Linked DNA regions of Gasterosteus aculeatus: region 2 is linked to region 1. A link is a contact called in public Hi-C data. All regions are on one chromosome and are shown on one strand. Each heading gives the region's core, a stretch centred on a gene start, on an enhancer-like site or on the middle of the called end of the contact. The rest is flanking DNA. Distances are from core to core; before and after follow the strand shown.

Region 1 (4,128 bases), core at 1,160-3,659:
AAAACGTTTTTCTACAGAACTTTTTTCTTCTTTCTCATCCCCACTCTTTTTTGGGAAACACTATATTTGTACTCGACTTTATAGTTTGAAATGAGAGCACTTTACTTTAAATGGTGCATTTTTACATCATTGTAGTGCAGGATTTACCTAAGTAAACTACTTAGTAGTGAATATGTTACAGTTTGTGGTGTGGAAAAAAGAATAACTTCTGAGTCTGATTCTATGTTGCTACCCACCTTTTGGACAAGTGGCTTCCATGCTATAAGCATACTGGCCACTAACCAGCTTCAAGGCCAGGAATTCCCCTTCATTTCCCAATACCTGCGTTCAACATTAAAGTAATGCAGTGAGATTTAGTTGTAATGCTGCCATTGGTCACTAGGTGGCAGGATGCTGTGCACATTCTCTTACTTCCACGGGGCTCAAGACCTCCCTTCTCCTGCCTTGAACTGTAATGTCTGGTCCGCTCATGTCAACGTTCATCTGGATCAGACTCGCATCCTCCAGAGCAACAACGAGGTGATCGCTCAGCGACAGCGACCAACGCAACTGTGATGCAAAAACCACACATGCAAGTACACAAGTAGGTGTTTACATGCATAATTCAATCGTATTACTAAGGGCTGAGTTCACTGGGATTAGTGTGAATTACTACCTTGTTGTCCCAGTTGTCATGGGGAACTTGTCTGGTCACCTACAGACACACACACACACACACACAAAGCGAATAAGATTCTTCAAACGAACACATTGGTAAGTAACGGATGACCGAGTGAAATCAACAAGTACCTGAATGCACTCTGGGTCACACTGGATCTGCTCTCTGCTTGGCAGTACAGGAGCCACGGGACACTTCATCGTGAAACTATAAGGTCTTTCCCTGAATCGGTTTATCCTCTTCACCAAATTCAGTTTCAGAACATGATGGTTGTTCTGAAAGATCAATATGCAGCCAGAGAATTATCAGCACTAGGCCCATCGCGGGCAATCGTCCGAGTTTGTGAATATGCATTAGACAATTCTAAATGCGTCGTACGTACCAGCTGTTGGACAAAACATCCAGTGTAACTGACTCTAAAAATAAAGTTGTTGTCAGGGTATTTGTGCAGTGAGAATCCACAGGCAGACAGCTGGAGGTTCAGGTGGTCCAAGGAAGCAAGGTGTACTTATCCAAAGAGAACGTGAGTTAAAGGGAGTTTATCTCATATCTATGTCAATATTTTTTTTAAATATATTGAAAGAATTACCTTGGATCTTTAAGGCTGCAGACAGCCAGAGTCCCAATCCTCCAATCCTTCCACTGTGTATCCACATCTCCATGTATTCAGAAAAGCATTCCACATCTCCTTCTGAAAGTAAAGACAGAAAATATTTCAGAAAATAACAACAACATGTCCAGAGATGTCAAAACAACATTTAAAATGATTCACCTGTCAATCTTGCCGTACGATTCCATTCTGTTGACTGAATGGAAAGTGCGCTCCCCATGACAAAACATTGTAAAACACTAGAAAGAGGGAAAATTAGACGTTAATCTTGAAAATAGTGCAGTTCATGTTTGTACAACATTATGCTACTTACATGATTCTAAGTGGAATGCCCAATCTGATCTGATCCATGTCCCTTCCACTGACGTATGTGGGCAGTCTGACCCTTGAGCCTATTTGTAGGTAAGTGGACTGATGTCACTCAGGGATGTGACTTCATTCAGGGGAAGTGGGAATAAACACAGGTGTGTTTGCTTTGACACTTTCAAGTTGAAATGATCATTGTGCCCCGGATGTGTGAACAGTGGGATTTGAGGCAGTTGAAACACCTCTTTTTTAGTGGTCATCTATTATGGATAAAGTAAATAATCGTAGGCCACATGTCCATTCATCTATTTATTGAAAGAACGTGTTTAAAATAAGGGGAAATGTTAAAACCAAACTGTCACATATGTTTCTTGTTAATGGACCATTCCATCAAATACAAATATTCTATATATCTTACACTATTTTAGACTTGGTACCATTCATCCTGACATCTTACAAAATCTATGAATCTGTGGGTTTGAGGATGTTCAACAATGTTGCACTCTAACCTTTGCTGCTGTAATCCTCTGGTTATGTTTGGCTACACAGAATAATATAAATGTAAATAATGTAAACCTAGTATCCCTGAATATGGATTAAACTCTTATACTTCGGTTGAAAAACAATCTCCCAATCCTCACGGTGATATGGTATTGCATGCGATTGCTTTTGATATAATTTCCCAGTGCGCATGGTGCGCACCTTTTGTTTAGACTCTGGGCAAATCTATATATACGACTTCAAAGGGTATGCCTTGGTTCTTAAACCTTTCTCATTGAAAGTTATATAACACGACAAGATCAACGGAGTCAAACAAATAACGTCAAAATTATGTGTGCAAATAGTTAGGCCGGGACAAATGACCTGGATTCAAATAATTTACTCAATGTTTATAGTTTGACATGTAAAACAACCCCACAAAAACTCAAAAGTGTACTCTTCCATCTGGATGATGTCATCTCTACAAAGTGCGCAGCCATTTTGTTAGCTAGCTTGAGGTTACAGAGGTTAGCCGCGCGCGTACTGCTGCAATAAATGTGTTCTTTGCGATTTTGTGCGTAAATCTGAACGAACGAGATAGTTTGTCGATGTTGATGTAAGCGTGCACTTTTTAGCTACAGACCCGCAGACAAAAACAGAGCCCGCGTGTTCGTTAGCGGTGAACAGTGCGTGAAACTGAATGGTCATTCATTTTTCAAGCCGTTCGCTAGCTTGTTAGCTAGCTAGCCGACTAACGTGTTTACGCGTGCTAACAAACGGAGAAGAACGCTAGTGAATGTTGAAGGGTTATTGAGTGAGCGTTTGTGGTCCACATAGTTCGTGCGTGCCTTTGACTACCGATATAGTTCAGTCTCGTCCCCCGGTTGACTAAAGTAACGTTAAACTTCATCGACGATCGACTCTACAAAAACTCGCGTGCACCATTCCGGTCTTTAACTTTTAACTCCATCGGCTGCTTCCACTTGGACCGGCGATCGACCTTTTAGAGACCATGTCGGAGTTGTACATTCGTGTGGCTGAGGATGAAAGCGAAGAGCCCATGGAGATTCCTTCCGAGGATGACGGTACTATATTGCTGTCATCTGTAGCCGCACAGTTTCCAGGCGCGTGCGGGCTGCGGTACCGGAACCCGGAGTCCCAGTGCATGAGGGGGGTCCGGCTGGTGGAGGGGGTCCTTCATGCCCCCGAGAACGACTGGGGAAACCTGGTCTATGTCGTCAATTACCCTAAAGGTGAGATGTTGGCGTAGGGTTTGTTGTGTTTAGGCCGCACTCGTTTTAGCCGGTTTCCCTCTTGTCCATTATTTCGAGTGAAGATCGATGTTACTGCTCCTTTTTTCAGTTTTTGTTGTTGTTGAAGAAATCAAGCTTCAATCTTCGGGGAAAAGTTTCCTTTCCTGATGGAACATTACATCTGCCCCCATGCACAACAGGGTGCAGTTCTTAGATATTCCAACATATGCAACATCACTTCTGCAATGCTCCCTAAATGGGAGAAGATCCCCGCAGCCAGTTTCCATAGACCAGTCAGGGCTGTTAAAGCAGACCCTCAGTGAGTTGCATGGGTTTGGAGTAAGGTGGTCTGCAGCCAGATACGGATCAAATGTTGAGGTGCTGTCTTACTTGGTTGTTGTGTTGCTGCCACAACCAGACCGCAAAGAGACCACAGGGTTTGTATTTCCATCTCATTTATTACACCATTTTTCCTAATGTGACTCGCGCCTTCCCGTCCATTCTCCCCAGATAACAAAAGAAAGATGGAAGAAATTGATGCGGCCTCGGCTGTGAAAGTGAAAAGAGGCTTTCAGAAGACGTCGGATCTCATCGTCCTCGGGCTGCCGTGGAAAACGTCGGAACAAGACCTGAAGGATTATTTCACCACCTTCGGGGAGGTCATCATGGTGCAGGTGATGACATCTGGTCTTGATCTGAATATCTTTTTGTTTGCCCCGGAGTGTAATGTGACCCTTGTTATTCGCATTCATTTACAAGTTGTAATTAAGCTTGCCTGCCCTCCGTTCACTCCAGGTCAAGAGAGATTTAAAGACTGGCAA
Region 2 (4,128 bases), core at 1,138-3,637, 250 kb before region 1:
AAACTCACTTCCTGTGGGAAGAACACAGAAATTACAGATTTTACAGATCTCGGGTGAACTTTCCCTTCATCACGAGCGTCACACGGGACAAGCGAAATATTCCGGCGGTTACAACCCTCACACCAACCGCTCCTTACTGCAAATACCAAAGAGATCAGTAAACAACTCAAGCGTTGCAAGAGGATCTCTTGTGCCAACCATCCCTCGGGTGTGCCTCGCTGAAGTATCTGTATCCCGTTTTGATGGGAGAAAAACTAGATTGTGTCTGGTGGATTTGCCTCTAGTAGCTTCAAGACCATTGAAGCGTGGTCATATGGAGCCATTGAAGCGTGGTCATATGGAGACATTGAAGCGTGGTCACATGGAGACATTGAAGCGTGCCGGGATCGTGCCACCGCCTGCGGGGCTGTGCTGACGCGCACGCCCGGTATCGAGGGAGATCTGTCCCGACTCTGCGCGTTAAGCTCCTGCGAGTTTGGACACGATGGAAATGTCTGCTCGGCTGTTCCGTGATCACCGCAGATAAGATTAAACTGTTGAGTTTGAAAGCCGACGTGCAGGGTCGAAGGCGGCGGACACACAGAGATGAAGATGGTCACTCATCATGACGTTTGCGTTTCGCAGTAGACAACATGCTTATTAATGCCTTTTAATAAAAACACGGACGAAACCGCCAAAGATGATCACTAAATGCACCAAAATGATTTTATATATGTATCGTATACTTTATACATGCGGTATAGCTCGTTCAGAACGGTTTATTTTCAAAAGGAAAACCATACAATTACACTCAATTAACTTAACGTTAATTCAAGTCGTCATAACACAACTTACCTTTCAGCTTCAGCTCATCTAAGGAGGGCACCACCACTCCGTAGGACTTTTGTCGTGTGAAGTTACACACCTTACACGGTTTCCTGTCCGTCATTCTTGGCCTGATGTGGAGAAAAGTATTTTTTATTTTCTCTCAACTTCGAACTGTCAGATACCGTCGAGACGCTCGAACGCGGAAGCTTCTTCTTCTTCTTCGTCTTTTGATTTTGTGTATTCTTCTTCTTCATTGGGTTTTAATGGAATCTCGCCGTACTGCCACCTGTTGGCGTTACTGGCCATGTACAGTCTTGGCTTGTCAGCTTCCTTTTATTTGATTCCCGTCTACGCTTTCCGTTCGGTTACCTCGTGTCCATCCTCTCTGAATATATCCGGCAACTAATAAGCATAATAGGATACATGTTTCCACAGAGACTGGAGAGTGTACCATCAAATTAGGCCATTGTCCTACCGTACTTCCTCTTTTCTATCTCCTTCCCCATCTCTCACGGTATGCATCTTAGTTTGTATTGAATGTAAAGGCCTGTTTATATATGTGAATGTACAGGAACACGACCTGAGTGCCTTGTTTTATTACTTGGATGTGTTGCCAACATTATTAATATTAAGCCCAGATAATGGCAATTGCCTGGACCCACCTGATTATGAAAATAGACTTATTCACTAGAATTTTGTTTTGTTAGATTTCTTCAACACATACAGATAGCATCAACTCAACGGTCTACACACCTACAATGTTTGCATATCTCCGCTCTGTCACTCGGAACTGCAGCTGGATAACCTGTATTATTGGATATTTTTTATCAAAGCTCCACATAGTCTTTGTGGCTTTGAGGTAATTCCAATATGAGTTTTACCACAAAGAGATTAAAAGCAATATAAAAAACTCAGACAGTACATTTAATGCACAATATGATGAATAGGAAGTCATTTTTTGTCACAGCGTCTGTCTTCAATGTAGTCTTGAAATGTGTGTGTGTGTGTGTCGACTTCTCTCGGGAAATATATAGACAGCATTGTCTTTCCACAAGACATAATGGGCACAGTAGCTAATCTAACTTATTTTAATGTGCCTCTTGGTGCAGATTATGAAGATTAATGTTCCATTCATATTACAGCTTTTAGGGATGTCTCCTTGATGACAGGATTCTCTTGGGGCAGTCAGACTGCGAGGCCCGATTAGCAAACGGACACAGTGGGCAACTGCAACGGCCCCGAAATCCAAGGGACACCAGACTTCGAGGAGCCCTGATGGACTTGTGATCACTGTCTTTTCTTTCGTCGTTTAAATGAATTTTAGTAAGAAAATGCACCACAAAAGCAACAAACAATAAGTAATTTTGTAGATGGTCCCTGTGTTCTGTTATAAAGAAAAGAATTGTGTCTTTTCTTTTTGTGTTATTATTCTATTTCATGTAATTGGCCAAAAAAGATGAATTTGGAGTCTTGTTACTTGATAATAATAATTATTATTACAAGCAATTCATGTGATAGATTTCTGGATTGGAAACAAAAGGAGCTTCTAATAAATTTAGTTTGAGCTTTCAAATGAACTTTGCTGTTTATTGAATGGAGTTACTGTGGTTTTGTAAGGAAAATGGATCATTGACAGCCTTTAGGAAAAGCAATCGAACGTGGCTCAGTCGATCAGCTCGTCCTGTGAGCAATCGAGGGGAAAGATGGCATCCACCGAGCAACCTGATCCTCCTACACAGGTCTACAATTATGCAACTAAAGCGTTTACCTCTCGGTGTCCAGACACGACAGTGGACACCCACACTGCGTTTAAACGTCGTGACCCTTCAATACCTCCACTTTTTGTATCGTTGCGCTTTTAACGCCTCTGTTAGCTAAAGTTAGCATCGCTCGCTAGTTAGCACGCCGGCTAGCTCCCGCAACGCTTCAGAAGTTGCCTGTCAGACTTGTTTGCGCTGCCAAGTCGACACGAGGGGACGAGCTGTCCTTCTTGGGCCGCATCGCACGGTGCCAAGTTGTGTGGCTTGCTAGACCTCTGCCTGGGCCAGCTCTTAAACCGTGACCAAACGCACGTCCTTCCAATCAACCAACAAGTCTTCTCTCAGTCGGACTATTGGCAGCTAATGACATGCTGCGTAAAGGTCACCGTCAGGCCGGTAGATTGGACTCTGCTCTCAGCCTTCACTTTGGTTTATATTGACAAGCATTGATCATTTTGGAAAAGGCTTGTTCTAAACTTTTTTTCACATTCGTGATTTATTCATTCCCAGAAAATAGATTAGAAACAATGTGCAATAGTTAGGCAGAATTAAATGTGCTTGTTTGTAAAGCATCATTTTTAAAGGTAGATTTTATGTTGTCTTAACCCAGTGACCGATGAAGCAGGAGGGACTTCAGTAAGGAACTTAACTTAATTCATGATTGTCATGCATGCTGAATAATTGGTGCATGAGCACAGGTAAAGGATCTGCACCCTGTAATGCAGCATTAATGTGACAGATTGATGCACTGAACGGCTCGCCGCAGATGTCACTGCTATCCAGTGGTGGAAGAAGTACCTTGAGTTTTCTCTAAGTAGTAGTATCAATGCCGTGGAACTTCCTACACCACCTCCTACATTCTGTACCCGTACTTACACCATTTTACTAATAGTAATAAGCAAAAGTAGAAAAATATTTGCATTACATTTTAAGTACTCATTTTTCCGAAAGGCCCATTTAAGAATGATATATATTGTGTTATTATAATTATTGATACAGTAGTAGTGTGTAAATTACTTTTCTGTTGCAGCTCTGAAAGTTTGGTACATTTAAAGCACCGTTTGGGATCTTTGCCTTAACCGATAATAACATCATCATTTCATTTTTGACTGTTATGTATTGAGTGAATTTCCTTTGTGACCTAAGACCACTGCTGCTTTCTACACATTGGTGTATTACATTGGTGTCCTCCAATAGATGGCAGTCTTATACTAGTGTTTGTTTATTTTCCCAGCCGGGCCTTCCAGCTGGAACTGAGGCGACCGCTCCTCCCCGAGAACAACTGGTAAGGACTTCTTATTCATTAATGACGACGTTTTGGAACACGTCGACCAAGTGATTTTAATATGCTTATTTGGTGTAAGTGGTTATCAGGTGGCTGCAGCGGGTTAGTTCATTCCATTTCTTTTTCATCACAAGATATTTCCCTGGTCGGAGCCTTTGCCAGTGAAACCTTACTGTAGGGTTCAGTGACAACTCTTTGCAATTGATAACGCATATTGGAGACAATTGTGATCTTAAGGAAGTTGTTTTTCATCAACAAGCTACTTTTGCTTAGCTA

The links. A called contact is a pair of places that touch in the nucleus more often than the background predicts.
Region 2: a contact with region 1 is called in a Hi-C map of skeletal muscle, with 5 times the contacts expected there. The contact joins the promoter of pex14 here to the promoter of tardbpa in region 1. A contact is called at or near these places in 3 of 6 Hi-C or Micro-C datasets (skeletal muscle and tail fin).

What each region holds. Positions count from the first base shown.
Region 1 is chr2:12,588,115-12,592,242 of fGasAcu3.hap1.1, reverse strand. It overlaps tardbpa (TAR DNA binding protein a), which reads left to right and starts at 2,409. Exons shown (of 7, transcript XR_005713717.2): 1 at 2,409-3,307; 2 at 3,818-3,981; 3 at 4,103-4,128. It overlaps ciroz (ciliated left-right organizer protein containing ZP-N domains), which reads right to left and starts at 3,215. Exons shown (of 11, transcript XM_040194292.2): 1 at 1,582-3,215; 2 at 1,431-1,507; 3 at 1,248-1,349; 4 at 1,041-1,165; 5 at 790-933; 6 at 656-694; 7 at 412-549; 8 at 237-321. The coding sequence starts at 1,619.
Region 2 is chr2:12,834,576-12,838,703 of fGasAcu3.hap1.1, reverse strand. It overlaps pex14 (peroxisomal biogenesis factor 14), which reads left to right and starts at 2,387. Exons shown (of 10, transcript XR_005713669.2): 1 at 2,387-2,546; 2 at 3,802-3,852. dffa (DNA fragmentation factor, alpha polypeptide) reads right to left here and starts at 1,107. Exons shown (of 6, transcript XM_040193473.2): 1 at 835-1,107; 2 at 1-11. The coding sequence starts at 928.